Linked DNA regions of Mus musculus: regions 2 and 3 are each linked to region 1. Evidence: chromatin contacts called from public promoter capture Hi-C data. All regions are on one chromosome and are shown on one strand. The core of a region is the stretch at or near the end of the contact, and the rest is flanking DNA. Distances in the headings are between cores, read along the strand shown. Region 1 holds the start of Tmem14c (transmembrane protein 14C). Region 2 holds the start of Slc35b3 (solute carrier family 35, member B3). Region 3 holds the start of Ranbp9 (RAN binding protein 9).

Region 1 (4,306 bases), core at 496-2,995:
ACTAATACCCCTGCCTATCTGTATGTAAAGAGGGGAAAAAAAAAAAAAAAAAAACGCCTGGCTCCACTCAGCCAGATAATCAGAGGCCAATGCAGGGTGTACTCAGGGCCTAAAGCAAACTTGAGTCAAGCCATATTAGGTGTCAAGGGCTCTGGGGACCCACATGTCACTGGACTAAGGTGACAATTTTAAGAGTAACAAGAAAGGCTCACCTGCTTTGGCATAGCCAATAATCCCACCGGTAGCAACCAGGGCTGCATAGCCGAAACCAAAATAATGTAAAGGCATCCTGAAAAGGCCAAAGGGAGAAGCCAGTGTCAACCGAGTATAAAATACAACACACAAAATCACTGGATGGGGCCTGCGGGAACTTGGCCTTGGTGGCGATGCGCCCCCCACCCCCGGCTCCCGGAGGCTGGCAACCTGAGTTTGGTTACATTACAATGGTCCACATAGCAGAAGATCAACTCCCGCAACTCCTGAAAATTGTCCTCTGACACCTACAAACTCAACATGGCACGAATGCATCCACACAAAGAAGTAAATGTAATTGCTTAAATCATCCTCAGGGACAAAAGGATTGTCGTTTCCAGCAAATTCTGCCAGTGCCCAATCAGAAAGAAAGATAGGCCAGGTGGCAGGCTCGGTGAAAGAACTAGCCAGTGGCAGAACTGGATTCAAGTCCATGTCCCAGGCCGCTAGTTCAAGGATCATGTCACAACCTACGCTGCCTGGTGGGCAGTGCCAAGCTGGAGGTTCCCGTCATGTGCTCTGGTTTTAGAGGCTCCCAGTGATTCTACTCCGATGCACAGGGCACTTACAATGGGCCACTGTCTTTCTGCATTGTTCAGTCGCTTTGGAGACCACACCAGGCCTGCACCTGTGGAGGAGAGGTCAGAGCAGTCAAGAGACACGCTGACCTCTAGCAATCAGGAAGAAATGAGTTCAAGGTACAGCTCTGGGTGTGATTGCAACTGCCGCCTGGACACACACAGTCACTAGTCGCCCTAGCTCTGCTGTCCAGTGAAGGTAACTGGATAACAAGTAAAACACCTCTGTGAATATTAAGTGTTGTAGAGACACCAAATATTTTTACCACAGCCTCTACTATAGCACAGGCCCACCGAAACGAGCAGGAGTCACGGAGCAGCTCTGGAGCAGCTGACTGTCTCATCAGTTAGTTGATTGCTAAATCAGAAAACAAATGGCCTGTACCTCCATTCTTCTTAGCGTCTCCGAGAAGCAGGGTAAATGCTGCTTTCTCTCCAACGTCCTCCATACTCAGTTTGCAAACTTTTAGAAACCCTTGCACCCAACCCTCGGCTCCTATTAGGCTGGAGCAAGGGACCAGAAAATGCTCGGAACCCTAGTCGCAACTGCACTTAGACGCGCTACAACCCTACAAAGTGACTCCTGCTCTCTTACGGAAAAGCCCTCCGTGGCGCGGAAGCAGCGCACGCGCGTTTAGGTTTCCACTCCCGGAACCGCAGTTAGAGAACATTTTAGAGAGGCGGGAAGCGGGCCGGGGAAGCGAGCTCAGCAGAGTGTGCACGGAACGATTCCCCTGGTGATAGAGTCGGCAAAGTAAGAACACACCCAACCAACACTGGAGCCGGAGCCGGAGCCGGGAGGCCTGTGCTGTAGGACGAGGGCGCGAGCAGACAGCGAGAAGCCGAGGTCAGGAGCCGGGTGTGCAGACGTCACAGCGTGCGCTGCGTCCTAGCGGGAGGGGCGGGACCTGGATAGCCGGGAGGAACCTGAGGTGATTGGCTGGGCATCATCCTAGGCGGTCTTCGGGTGATGGGGCGGGGCTTGGTTCCGGCTTGGGAGTAGTGGGGTGGAGGAGCACCAGGTTTGGCTGCTGAGTTTGGGGTCCGTACTCCGAGGGTGAGCCAGTTTGATACAAGGATAATGGGATTAATAAAAGCCATCAGGAAAGGGTACCAGGCTGGTAGAAGAGGCATATCAGCCACAAGTCAAAGCAACTCAAAGTGTTTATGTACTGCCATGTGCCCAGTATAGATCTTAAGTATAGACATTTAAACAGTGAACCAATCTATTTTTAAGAAATTTTTGCCCTGGGAGAGCCTAAGTATTTACTCCTCAGAAGGTCTCAATTACAAATCAAAGTTCACCCCGAGGAACCAATGAGTTTATTAAAGTTCCTTACAAAGCATGACTGAGGAGTTTCAGGCAGAAGGGACAAGTCATGCTGGAAAACCTATACCCAGCGAGAATGATGGCTTACTTATGGCTGTGCAGAGCCCCGTTTCCTAGTCCCTGTCCACCTATAAACTCTAGCCCTTCCTCAAGTCACATGCAACTAGGTCAGAATGCATGAAACTGGGTGGAAGGGGTAACGGGATATAGGTGAGGGGCCCCACGACCCTCTCCACTCCTTTTCTAAATGAAGGTGAACAGTCAGGCAAACAGTCAACAAGCCCAGCTGGGACCATCTTTTGCAAGCAGGCACAGCTGACCCTCATGAAGATGGCGGCAACCTGGCGCAGATAGTAGTGCGGAACTGAATCCCACACGCTCTATCAGAGAAGCACTGTACGTATTGGCCCTTAAGAGCACTGAGGGTCTTGCTGTAGAGGACACACGTAGTCAAGGACTTAATCCGGGGCTTGCGTGTGATGGCCCTAGTCATGGACTGTGAATGTTTTGTCTCCTGTATATCATACTTGAACGTCTCACGTAATTTTGGTGTCTGCAAATACAGCATCTTGGACTATTTAACTACTCTGTTTTGCCCAGGCTGGCCTGGAACTGCTGGGCTCAAGTGATCCTCTCTCGGGAGCCTCCTGGGTTACTGAGGCTCCAGGCACATGCTATCTGGATTCCTAGTTATGCCAGCCTCATACACTTCTGTCTGTGCACTTCTCAGGAGACCGTTAACTCTTTGCCACTGTGGGTATAACAGTGGCCGGCTGCACCAAGATTCCTAGATGCCTGCCAACAGAAGGATCCCGGAAATAAACTAGGACTAGGTAGAAGATACAACTCACTCCTGTAGGCACTAGGGAAAGGTCAAGGCTCCAAGTTGCAATCAAACCACATAGAATTGTTACAAAAGCTTGGACAACCAGGAGATTCCAGCTAACTGTATCATTGAAGCCCATGTTTTCTTCTAACATTTTGTTTTCTTTACACAAGCTCTCGGGTGGTCAGAAACTGCCTCAATTCTAATTCTCGGAACTCCTTCTACCTCCTGAATGCCAGGATTACAAGGATGCCTCACGTGCTCAATTAAAACATTGTTTACATACAACTCCTCCCAAAGCCAAGTTATGTTTTATAAAAAAAAAAACAAACAAACAAACTCTATCATAGATGACTTTGTGTGTATGTGGGGATGTGAGAGGGGGCACATGTGTGGTGGTACAAATGTGGAGGCCAGAAAACAAGTTGTGGGGAGACAATTTTTTTCCTTCCACAACTGTGGGCTTCAGAAACTGAACTCAGGTCTTTGGGCTCCGTGGTAAGTACACTCAACCAGCCACCAAGCCATCGTACGGGCCCATGGACTTTAATCTTCTTTTGACTTCTACTCACACTATGCCCTTGGGATTTCCCATCTTTTGATATCTCAAGACATTCAGGCAATTGACATCTATTGAAGGTGTTATTTTTTATGTATATATGTTTATAGCTCTATCCTGGAACTTCCTCTGTAGACCAAGCTGGCTTTGAACTCAGAGATCTGCCTGTTTGCTTCCTAAGTATTAGGTGTGTACCAACACTTGACAAAATATGCCCTTACTATGATGACAGTGTGTCATGTTACAGGCTGTACTGGCTGGTTTTGTCAACTGTCAAGCTGGAGTTATCACAGAGAAAGGAGCCTCCCTTGAGGAAATGCCTCCATGAGATCCAGCTGTAAGGCATTTTCTCAGTTAGTGATCAAGGGGTGAGGGCCCATTGTGGGTGGTGCCATCCCTGGGCTGGTTCTATAATGAAAGCAAGCTGATCGAGCCAGGGGAAGCAAGCCAGTAAGAAACATCCCTCCATGGCCTCTGCATCAGCCTCTGCATCAGCTCCTGCTTCCTGACTTGAGTTTCAGTCCTGACCTCCTTTGGTGGTGAAGAGCAGTGTGGAAGTGTAAGCTGAATAAACCCTTTCTTCCCTGTCTTAGGGTTTCTATTCCTGCACAAACATCATGACCAAGAAGCAAGTTGGGGAGGAAAGGGTTTATTCAGCTTACACTTCCATACTGCTGTTCATCACCAAGGAAGTTAGGACTGGAACTCAAGCAGTTCAGAAAGCAGGAGCTGATGCAGAGACCATGGAGGGATGTTCCTTA
Region 2 (4,673 bases), core at 159-2,658, 2.1 Mb after region 1:
ATCTGAGGGCAATGTGCCACACCAAAGGAATAGGAAAAGCAAAGCAAAGTGAGGCATGTCGTGCCTGACGGGGGTTAGATGAATTCTAAAGTGTTGTTTGGATATGACCCATCAAGAACAAGTTGCAAACCACGGAGAGGGTTTTAGGTTTCAATGAGATGGTAAAAGCCATTAAAGCATTGAGAGCAAAGCAGCATCAAATCCTGCTCTTGGGCAGAATTAGGCTGTAAGGAAGTAAAAGATAATAGAAGCCAGCTAGGCTATTGTGATTGCCTAAGCAAGAGTGGGTGGACCTTAACCCCTCTTGTATTCCAGATTTATATTACCATTTACCTTCTCACCTATGTCCTATAACTCCTTAAGGGCTGGAAGTCCATATAAGCTACTTATAAATTATGCATATGACCCTACACATAGGCACATTCAACAGGTGTTTGATAAATAATGTTCCTTCTTGGCTGACAGTTGTTTTACTGCTACTATTTGCTATTGTTGAGCCATAGAATGACATCTCTAAATGTCTAAATGGGCTTTGTTATTCTCTTTAGGATTTTTTCTTTCCTCCCCTTTTTTTAAAGTTTCAACTTTCATACAAAACTGGCTTAGCAAGGCTGGTATTTTTAAAATGTCTAGCTGGACCTTTTCCCTCACCACTTCAGAGATTCTCTCCTAAGGCATAAATGCTTCCCAATGCCTAATTCTTGTGAAATTTTAAAACTTACACACATCTGACCGGATTGTAACGTTTCTGTTGACACTATTCACCCCTTTTCAAAGCAGACTCTTGAATACTATTCCGGTTAAGGTAATCGTAATAATCCTTATCGCCAAGCCCATCTTGGCATTTTCTTCATTGTATCTCAGTAACTGTAAGTGTAGCTCTCAATGTGGAATAATTTATGATATTTGGCGATCAAATATCAGAGATTTTATAACATTTGTCAGACTCCAAGCCAGGGATTTACATTTCAAGCAGTGAGTGGCATGTCAACACAATCCTGGTTCATTTCTGGCCAATTACAAACCATCATCACTGTAAGGGCATGTGACGCAGGCTTCCTGTTTCTTCAGTCCACCTTGGCCAGAAGGGTAGGAGTGAGTCCGGAGAACTGGGACAGGAAAGTAGTTGAGAAGCAACTTCATCCCTTTGAATCAAAAGGTGGAGGCTGGGGAAAGGGAACCTCAGGCTGCTGAGATCCGGCTCGAGCACTCTAAACCTTGGCATCCTTCACACGCCCCGGCTCACGATCGCGGATGTGAAGTCAACTGGGTCGCAGAAGCCACGAGATGGACAGGACCCTTGCTCAGAGCACGCAGGAGCAGGGTGGAGAGGTAGAAACAGCCGAGGGGGTGGGGAGGGCGAAGGGGCGGAGCCGCGCGCCGGCGCACGCGCACAGAGACGCCTAGGCGGAAGTGGCGCGCAGGGTCCGGCGTGTGAAGACCTTCCGGGGAGGTGGCGGCCGAGGCGGCCGTCGCGGGAGCAGACCCGGAGGCGGAGACGGAGACCGAGGAGGTGACAGCGGCGGAGCTGGGAGGTGGGGGTCTTGCTGCGCGGCCAGGCGTCGTCAGGCAGAACTCGGGTGGGCTCCCACACCGTGTCAACAGAGAAGGTGGACGCCGCCGCCGTCGGGGTGGTCGGGGCGCGCGCTTCCGGGAAGAGCATCGTTCCCTGTTGGCCTGAGAACCCCCGGGCCGGACCCCTCCTCTACCCTGCTCTCTGTGCTCAGAGACTTGGTCTCTCGGATTCCCTTGGCTGTTTTTGCAGTTCAGAGTCATTTCCGGGTCTGTGTCCGCTCTCTCCGTTACCTGGTGACTGTTTGCCTTGCAGCGAGTTGACTGTTCTTGCAGGGCTGCTAAGTTTATGTCGCTGAAATCCCTGTACGTTCTTTCGGGCTTTACAGCTGAATTCTCTTCTCCTTTCTTTCTTCCTACCTTGTCTGTCTATCTTTCCGTGTCTTCCTTCTTTCCTCCTTCCTTTTCTCTTCTTTGGGAAAAACACTGAAAGATTTTGTTAGTTTACTATCATGAGTTGTTTGTTTTGAGTTTTTTTGTTTGGTTGGTTTTTTGTGTTTGAATGAATTACATCTGCGTTACTTCTACAGTAGATTATCAGAATCCCGAATTTTAGTTAAACATTTCTGTTACAAGTGAGTTGAGATAGTTTGAGACTTGGAGGGGAAAGACACTGACAACGTTTGAAAAATATTTTAGATAGCATTACTTCTGCTTAAAGTCTACTTTAAATCCTATTGTTAGCCCTTGAGGGGAATAGAGTTTCGGAAATCACCAGTCTCTCACCCTTTTGTGTGATAAGGTATGGGAGAAATCACAATCTTGTTTTTCTGCTCTTTGATCTTATCCCACACCTGGAACCCAGTTGTGAAGACATGATTGTTACTAGAGCGTTGCAGGTTTCTGGCGAAGCTGGGACTTTTCCAGGCTGTGCACATGATAAGTTTTCCTCCCATTCCAGCTTTGTAATAGAAAGCGTACCTCCTTCACATTAAAAAAAAAAAAAAAAAAAAGACTAGGTTAAGAGATAAGGTGAGGCCAGCAAGCTGACAGGTAAGAGCACCTGAGGCCAAGCCTGTGGCCAAGCCCAGAACCAATAAGGTGAAATGACAGAGAACCAGTTCCCAGGAGTTGTCTTCTGACCCTTGCTTGCCATCTGTGGCATAGACACACAGACTTGTATAAAGAAATAAGCTTTTATTTCAGTGTGTCATTGTAAGGCAACATCACCTGTTTCCGATTGTGTGTGTGCACACACAGTATGTGTTTACTTACTCTAAGCACTTCTTTGACCTCCATTTTAGCCGTTATGTCTCCCTGCAATGTGCCAAGTGTCTGTTGCGCTTTAAGAAGAGACCCAAGGCAGCAATCCACTTCCACAACTTCTTTCTGTTCTAGTTTCAGAGGGTATTATGAGTCTCTAAAGCAAAGCAAGATGTTGGCTATTTGATTTGAAAACTTGTAATCCTGTTCTTGAGCTTTTGTTTGTTTGTTTGGAGACAAGATCTCTGTAGCCCAGCCTTGTGTTAAATTCTCTGTGTAGTTCAGGCTCCTTCCCCCCCCCCCCCCCCCCCCCCCCCCGTACCATAAGGACTTTGTCCCTGTTTGTTTGTTCGTTTGTATAAGATTTATTTGTAGTGTGTGTGTCTGTGTGTGTCTGTGTGTGTGTGTGTATGAATGTACTTGTGGATATATGCATGAGAGGGTTCTGATGGGAATCTGAGGGTAGAGTAATAGTCAATTGCAAACCTAACAAGGACGGGTGCTGGGAACCAAACTTCTGCAAGAGGAATAAACATTTTTAACCACCACGCCATCTCTCCATGCCTGGCTCTGATTCTTTAGATAACAATATCAATTATTAACAATAGAAACAGAAGTGAGACTGCAAGCATCGGAGATCGGAGTTTGAGAGTAGCAGAGGCCTTCCTCACTCATGCTTTCTGACCAGCGATATTCTGATCAGTAGTGTAGTGTAAAGCTGCACACTGAATGCCAGACTTTTACAGGGCAGGTTTGGTGGTAATGAGATGTCGTGTTAGCAGTGACAGTGGCTCCATTTCCTTGTTAGCACAAGTGCTCTCTAAAGAGAATTCAGGAGAGATGGGTGTTGTGTTGGACGTGTTTTAAAGAGGGTAGTGCTGCAGCCTAGAACTGCATCTCATAAGGCTTCCAGGAAGTGTGTAGGAGTGTTAAAGTGGAGGAGAGTGGAATGGAGTAATGTTGGTCACATGTTTAACAGAGCACAAGAGAATCTTTTTTTCTGATAGTGGATGACGGAAGGGACATTTGTAGTGAAGGCTAGGTGGGAACTCCAGATCCCCGTTTCCTATTCCATGTCCGGAGGATGAGTCAGCTTAAGCACACCAGACCTCTTCAGCAGTGTTTCTGAAAAGCTGGATACTAAAAGCTACCGCATTTGGGATGCCATACTGTGTGCTGTGCTCTTTTACACTTGTCTCAGAGATCCCGCAGAGATGCTTTAACCCTTGCATTTCCTTTGCCCAGTAGAGATTCAGAACCTGAGTCTCAGAGAGTTGACTTTGCCCAAGACTCCTCAGGTGGCTCCAGAGCTCAGACGCAAAGTTCCAAATCATGGGGTGCTTTCTTCCACTGTCAGCGCTAGTTAACTTGGCATTTTATTTAACTCTGAACATTTCAGAAGAGAGCAATGTTAGGAAAGAGTTGCCTTCTGCATAAATATTCCGATGTCAGTAAAAGTGGGGAAGGGATTTTCTGAGGCTCACTCTGTGTGTGCATGTTTGCCTACCTGCAGCATCAGTATCTCATTCTCCTCCCTGTTCTTATCTACTGTGGATTTTCATTCTTGCTAAACAAGTTTGCCAACATCACGGTCCTTTCAAAACCGTGTCCAGGCGACGGGTGCTGTGAGCTGGAGTTTGAGAGTGGCTGTCATAGCTGTGCCAGTTTATTTGTTCTCTGGTATGGATAAAAAATACATGTCAGATACCAAGGTGCAGCAACTAGTAAGGTTTGCTCTTGCCTGTGTCTTCTAACCAGAGGCATTAATGCTTGATGTCACAGCAGAGAGGGGGTGTCAACACTGAACTTAAATCTGACCCAAAGAAAGAAGACATCAAGCAGAAGGGACAGCATGAACAGGTGGCTTTTGGAAATCTGCTGTACTCAGGAGCAGATGA
Region 3 (4,583 bases), core at 1,006-3,505, 2.5 Mb before region 1:
AGCTAGATTTGCTTGTCATCCAGCCCCCCCAGGGACGCTCTTGTCTCTGTCTCTCCACTGGGATTACAAGTGTGGGCCACCGCACCCCACTTTTTAATCGGGACTTGAACTCCGGTTTTCAAGGTTGTACAGCAAACACTTTACCAACCGAGCCATCTCCGGAGTCTGGTTTTTAATTTTTTGAACGGAGAAGTCAAAAGGTACGGTTATCTTATCTACCACACTGATATCCCCAAAGGTTCTCTGCTTCTGCTGATGTGGGAAAGTGCCGTTTTACAATGTTCCCTTACAGTTCATTAATCTGTTGACACCGACTGGAGGACAACCAGTTTCTCCAAGAAAAAGATTTTGACAAGGTTTCAGAAGGTTCCATTCCCTTAACAGTGCCTAGGGTATGTAAAAAGTTCTAAGTGCCCTGACAGAAAAATTTCATGACTAAAATCTTTTTTTCTTAATATTTATTTATTTATTATTTATATAAGTACACTGTAGTTGTCTTCAGACACACCAGAGGGGCCATCAGACCCCAGTACAGATGGTTGTGAGTCACCATGTGGTTGCTGGGAATTGAACTCAGGACCTCTGGAAGAGCAATCGGTGCTCTTAACTGCTGAGCCGTCTCACCAGTCCATGTGTAAAATCTTAATGAATGTCAAGGTTGTTTGATGAGGCTTGGAGCCCGTGGGGTCCATCTTGGCTACCAATATGTAGAACATGGCTTCCATTGAACTCCTTTTATTTTAGTATAAACGAAAGTTTTAGTGTTTTTTAAATTCAGTGGCGTCATGTAAACATGCTGTGATTTGTTAAAAAAAATGTAGAGCCGAGGTTAGAGTTATGGGGCATTTTATTACTAATGAACAATGGAGTGTCTAGTGTGGGTAATTTAAGATGGAAATTAGGCAGAAGGACTGCTACAACTGGCTAGGCGCTATGTCCATGGGAGTCTTCGATTAAGTCACCATTGACCCATTCGCTTCAAAAACAAAATAACTAGTTCTCTATTAACCAACCATTCCATGCTTATACGGTCCAATCAGAGCCAGCATATCATCTCCGGAAGCTAACACAGCATCGGAATCTGTACCATGTAGATTATGGGAGTGAAGCCTGATTTTTGCCGGGCTAAGGAAAGGGTAGGTTAAACAAAGGGAAGTGCCGAAAACAGACTAGTAATGCTATGTGGGGGTCAGAGAGCAACACTTGGCAAATTGTGCCACACGGGTTGACCAAGCACTCTACTGAGAATTGCAAAGTAGGAAGTCTCCTTTTTTAAAACTCTGCTGACCTCAGTAAATATTTCCATGTTTAAAAAAAAATGGGCATAATTCTCTGCTACCTAACAAAGAGGCCTATGATGAGAATTAATGAGCTTATAAAATGTTTTGACGTCTGTCTCCAGAAGCCCTTCCTAAACGCTCACACAGTTCGCATTCCTGCCCTTTGACGATCTGCCCGTCTTGATTGGTATTCCTAACGTGGCTGTTTCTCCCCCATTAAGTTCACTCGGACTCCTCATAAATTAATTAATTAACGAGAGGGTCACTCATGAAGCGGGAGACTTCGCCTTCAGAAATGGTTTCCAAGGGCCCTTTATTGACCCGCTAGCTAGGCGGTAAGGCGTTAGAAACCCCGGGCTCAGCTCCCGGCGGCGCAGCAGGGCTCGATTGCTCTCGCCTGGGCGCGCTGCGGCCTCCCGGCGGCTGAGGGGGACGGCCCGTCGAGACGCGACGAGGCCGCCGGTCGGCGCAGCTAGGATCCCGCAGCCACCGGAGGCCCGCGGCCGAACCCGCGCCCGCGTCCTCGCCCGCGCCGGCGAGCCCCAGGCCGCGGAGAAGGCCGTCCGCGCGCGCACCAGGCCCGCCCCTCGCGCCGCGGCCCGCCTCCTCGCCTGGCGCCGCCCGCGCGCAGCGTCTCGCGCCGCCCGCCCGCTCGCTCGCCCGCCGGGAAACAGCCGCGAGAGCAGCGGCCGCCGCGGCCGCTCGCACCTCCTCGCAGTCTCTCTTCCCCGCTTCACCGCGTCGCCCAGGGCCGCGCGCCCTTCCGCCCGCTCCCCTCGCTGTCCCACCGCATCGCTCCCGGTCGCGTGCCCGCCAGCGCCTGGCCAACGCTCCCTCGCGCCCGCCCGCGGTCGGTCTCCTCAACCGCCGCGCTCCGCCGGGCCGCGCGGCCCGCCGCCTGCTTCCGGGGCGGGCGGACTCTGGGCGCCTGGTGCCGGCGGCCGCAGCGACAGCGCCCCCGGGAAGCGCAGGAGGAAGCAGGGACGAGTGGAGGTGCCGCAGGCTGAGTCGCGGCCGGGATGTCCGGGCAGCCGCCGCCACCGCCGCCGCAACAGCAGCCGCCGCCGCCGCCGCCCGCCGCCGGGGCCCCGGGCTCCGGAGTCGCCCTGCCCGCGGCCGCGGCCGCCAGCGCCGGCTCCTCCCCGGCCGGCTCGCCCGGTGGAGGCTTGGGGGCCGCAGCGGCCGCCCTGCTGCTCCACCCGCCGCCGCCGCCGCCGCCTCCCCCGGCCACCGCCGCGCCGCCGCCCCCCGCCTCGGCGGCCGCCCCCGCCACCGCGCCGCCCGGCCTGGCGGTGGGCCCCGGCCCGGCCGCAGGCGTCCCGGTCCCGGGCCTGGCGGCGGGCAGCAGCGCCGCTGCCCCTTTCCCGCACGGCGACTCGGCCCTCAACGAGCAGGAGAAGGAGCTGCAGAGGCGGCTGAAGCGCCTCTACCCGGCTGTGGATGAGCAGGAGACGCCGCTGCCCCGGTCCTGGAGCCCGAAGGACAAGTTCAGCTACATCGGCCTCTCGCAGAACAACCTGCGGGTGCACTACAAAGGTACGGGGCGCGGGGTCCGGCGGAGAGATCGGACGGTGCGGGGCGAGGCTCTGGGCGAGGGAAGGTGAGAGTGGGGTCCCAGGTGGGAAGGAGCTGGGATCCCTAGGCCCGGAGCTGGACGCTTTGAGGGAATCCGGGATGACCAGACACATCGCACCTTCTGATTTCCTGGAGATAAATCTATGGGCCGGAGTTGGGTTACATTGTTCTCCAGGTGGAGGGTCAGGCCATCTCCTCTTACGCAGCAGGGGTGAGAGGCACGATTCCGAGGTACAGTTTCTAATTAAGGGAGAACAGAGATCCACAGGAGGGGGAGGGAGGCGTGATCAGTGGAGGATTTGTCCCAAATTAGGCCAGAGATTGTCTAGGGGGACAAAAGGACAAGGGGCCCAAGTTGGCCATCATTGCACCTTACTGAAAGCAACTGGGAGAGGAACCTCAGGATTCCCTGTTTTCTTCGGGGAGCAGACCCCCCCCCCCTCCGGATTGGAAATGCCCCGTGTTTCCGGGTTGGTGTTACATGAAGTTTTGTTGAAAACAAGGGTTTTAAAACATACCGATTAGCATTTTCAAAAACAAAAAACAAAAAAAAAAAAACCAAAACTGGCTTATATTTTGCACCTGCAGTTAACAAAGTTAACCACCTTAGGCTGCTGCTTTCTCCCATCCCCACTTTTTCCTAGGTTAAAACAAAGCTTTAAGCAAACTGGTTGTATAGAAGATTATAAATGCCAGTAAGGGGTTTTTGAAATGTAGCTCAGATTAATGGCATACGTCAAGTTTAGCTGTGTGGAAGGGGCAAAGAAAAAAATGCAGTGGTATCAGTTTGAACACAGTCGGTGTTTTAGGCCCTAAATCTAAAGCAGAGGATTTTACATTCTAAGCAGGCTCATTTTGATTGGCTCTAAAGGAAGGGTCTTTGGCTCCTAGTGAGGATATAAACAACCTTGCTGTAAGATTCTGAAAGAATTCAGAACAGGGTTTGCGAAGACTCTTGACAAATCGGCTACTATTTAATTAGAAACGCTTATGGCAACAGAAATCTGCTGAATGCTTTGGCTGTAAAGAATCTACACAAAGATGGGCCTTGTTGAACATTCCTTTTTATTCTTGCCATAGATCCAAAGAAGTACTTATTATTTTGAACGTTATGTTCCTTGGTGTAAGTGGCTGAAAATTTCAAAATACTGAAGTTTTTTTTTTCTTCTTCCTTTCAGTTAGGACATTTTGTTGCTTTCCTTGTAGATTGTTACTTAATTTTGTTTTTAAATTTGTGTGAACAGTGAGTGCTATGTTATGAAGTGTTTACTTCTGTTTTGGCAGCCAGAATGCTTTTGTTAGATTTGACAAAACTTTATTATTTTAAATTTGTAGTTTATAGTAAATAAAAAGCTTGTAAAGGCAGAGACTGTGTGTGTAGGGGAGATTAGTGAACAAAGAATCCTAGCTTTCCTGAGTTCTAGCAGTCACTGGTGATACTAGGTATGTCACAAGAGAGGGCCTCAGCCTCTTCTGAGTGATGTGGGAGTCCAGCTGGGTACTCGGTAAGGAATTTTCGCTTAAAACTCGTGATTATGGCTTACTTAGCCTTGTGATACACCTTGCTTAGTCGTGTTTACTTCTTTTATGTAAAATGAATCATCTGGGCCAGAGCCAAATGCATGCTTGTGTGCTTGGGGTTCCAATGTTAGGATACTGTTGTCGCAGTTACTCTTTCTGTCGGCCTTTTTATTACACTGTGTTGTGTAACATTGAGATTCACTTTCT

The links. Promoter capture Hi-C pulls out the DNA fragments that hold promoters and counts their contacts. Capture Hi-C pulls out chosen DNA fragments and counts their contacts.
Region 2: a contact with region 1 is called in a promoter capture Hi-C map of liver, with 3 times the contacts expected there. The contact joins the promoter of Slc35b3 here to the promoter of Tmem14c in region 1. A contact is called at or near these places in 10 of 39 promoter capture datasets (the 3T3-L1 cell line, the C10 cell line, cranial neural crest and 6 more), 2 of 484 Hi-C or Micro-C datasets (CD8 T cells and uterus), 1 of 115 datasets of contacts at active chromatin or transcription factors (extraembryonic endoderm stem cells) and 2 of 9 other capture datasets (adipose tissue and liver).
Region 3: a promoter capture Hi-C map of pre-B cells shows a contact between it and region 1, with 2.1 times the contacts expected there. The contact joins the promoter of Ranbp9 here to the promoter of Tmem14c in region 1. A contact is called at or near these places in 2 of 39 promoter capture datasets (erythroid cells and pre-B cells).

What each region holds. Positions count from the first base shown.
Region 1 is chr13:41,013,689-41,017,994 of GRCm38.p6, reverse strand. It overlaps Tmem14c (transmembrane protein 14C), which reads right to left and starts at 1,745. Exons shown (of 6, transcript NM_025387.3): 1 at 1,597-1,745; 2 at 822-880; 3 at 213-289. The coding sequence starts at 844.
Region 2 is chr13:38,957,272-38,961,944 of GRCm38.p6, reverse strand. Slc35b3 (solute carrier family 35, member B3) reads left to right here and starts at 1,408. Exons shown (of 10, transcript NM_134060.4): 1 at 1,408-1,513. 5033403F01Rik (RIKEN cDNA 5033403F01 gene) reads right to left here and starts at 1,326. Exons shown (of 3, transcript NR_131019.1): 1 at 723-1,326.
Region 3 is chr13:43,478,645-43,483,227 of GRCm38.p6, reverse strand. Ranbp9 (RAN binding protein 9) reads left to right here and starts at 2,255. Exons shown (of 14, transcript NM_019930.2): 1 at 2,255-2,816. The coding sequence starts at 2,300.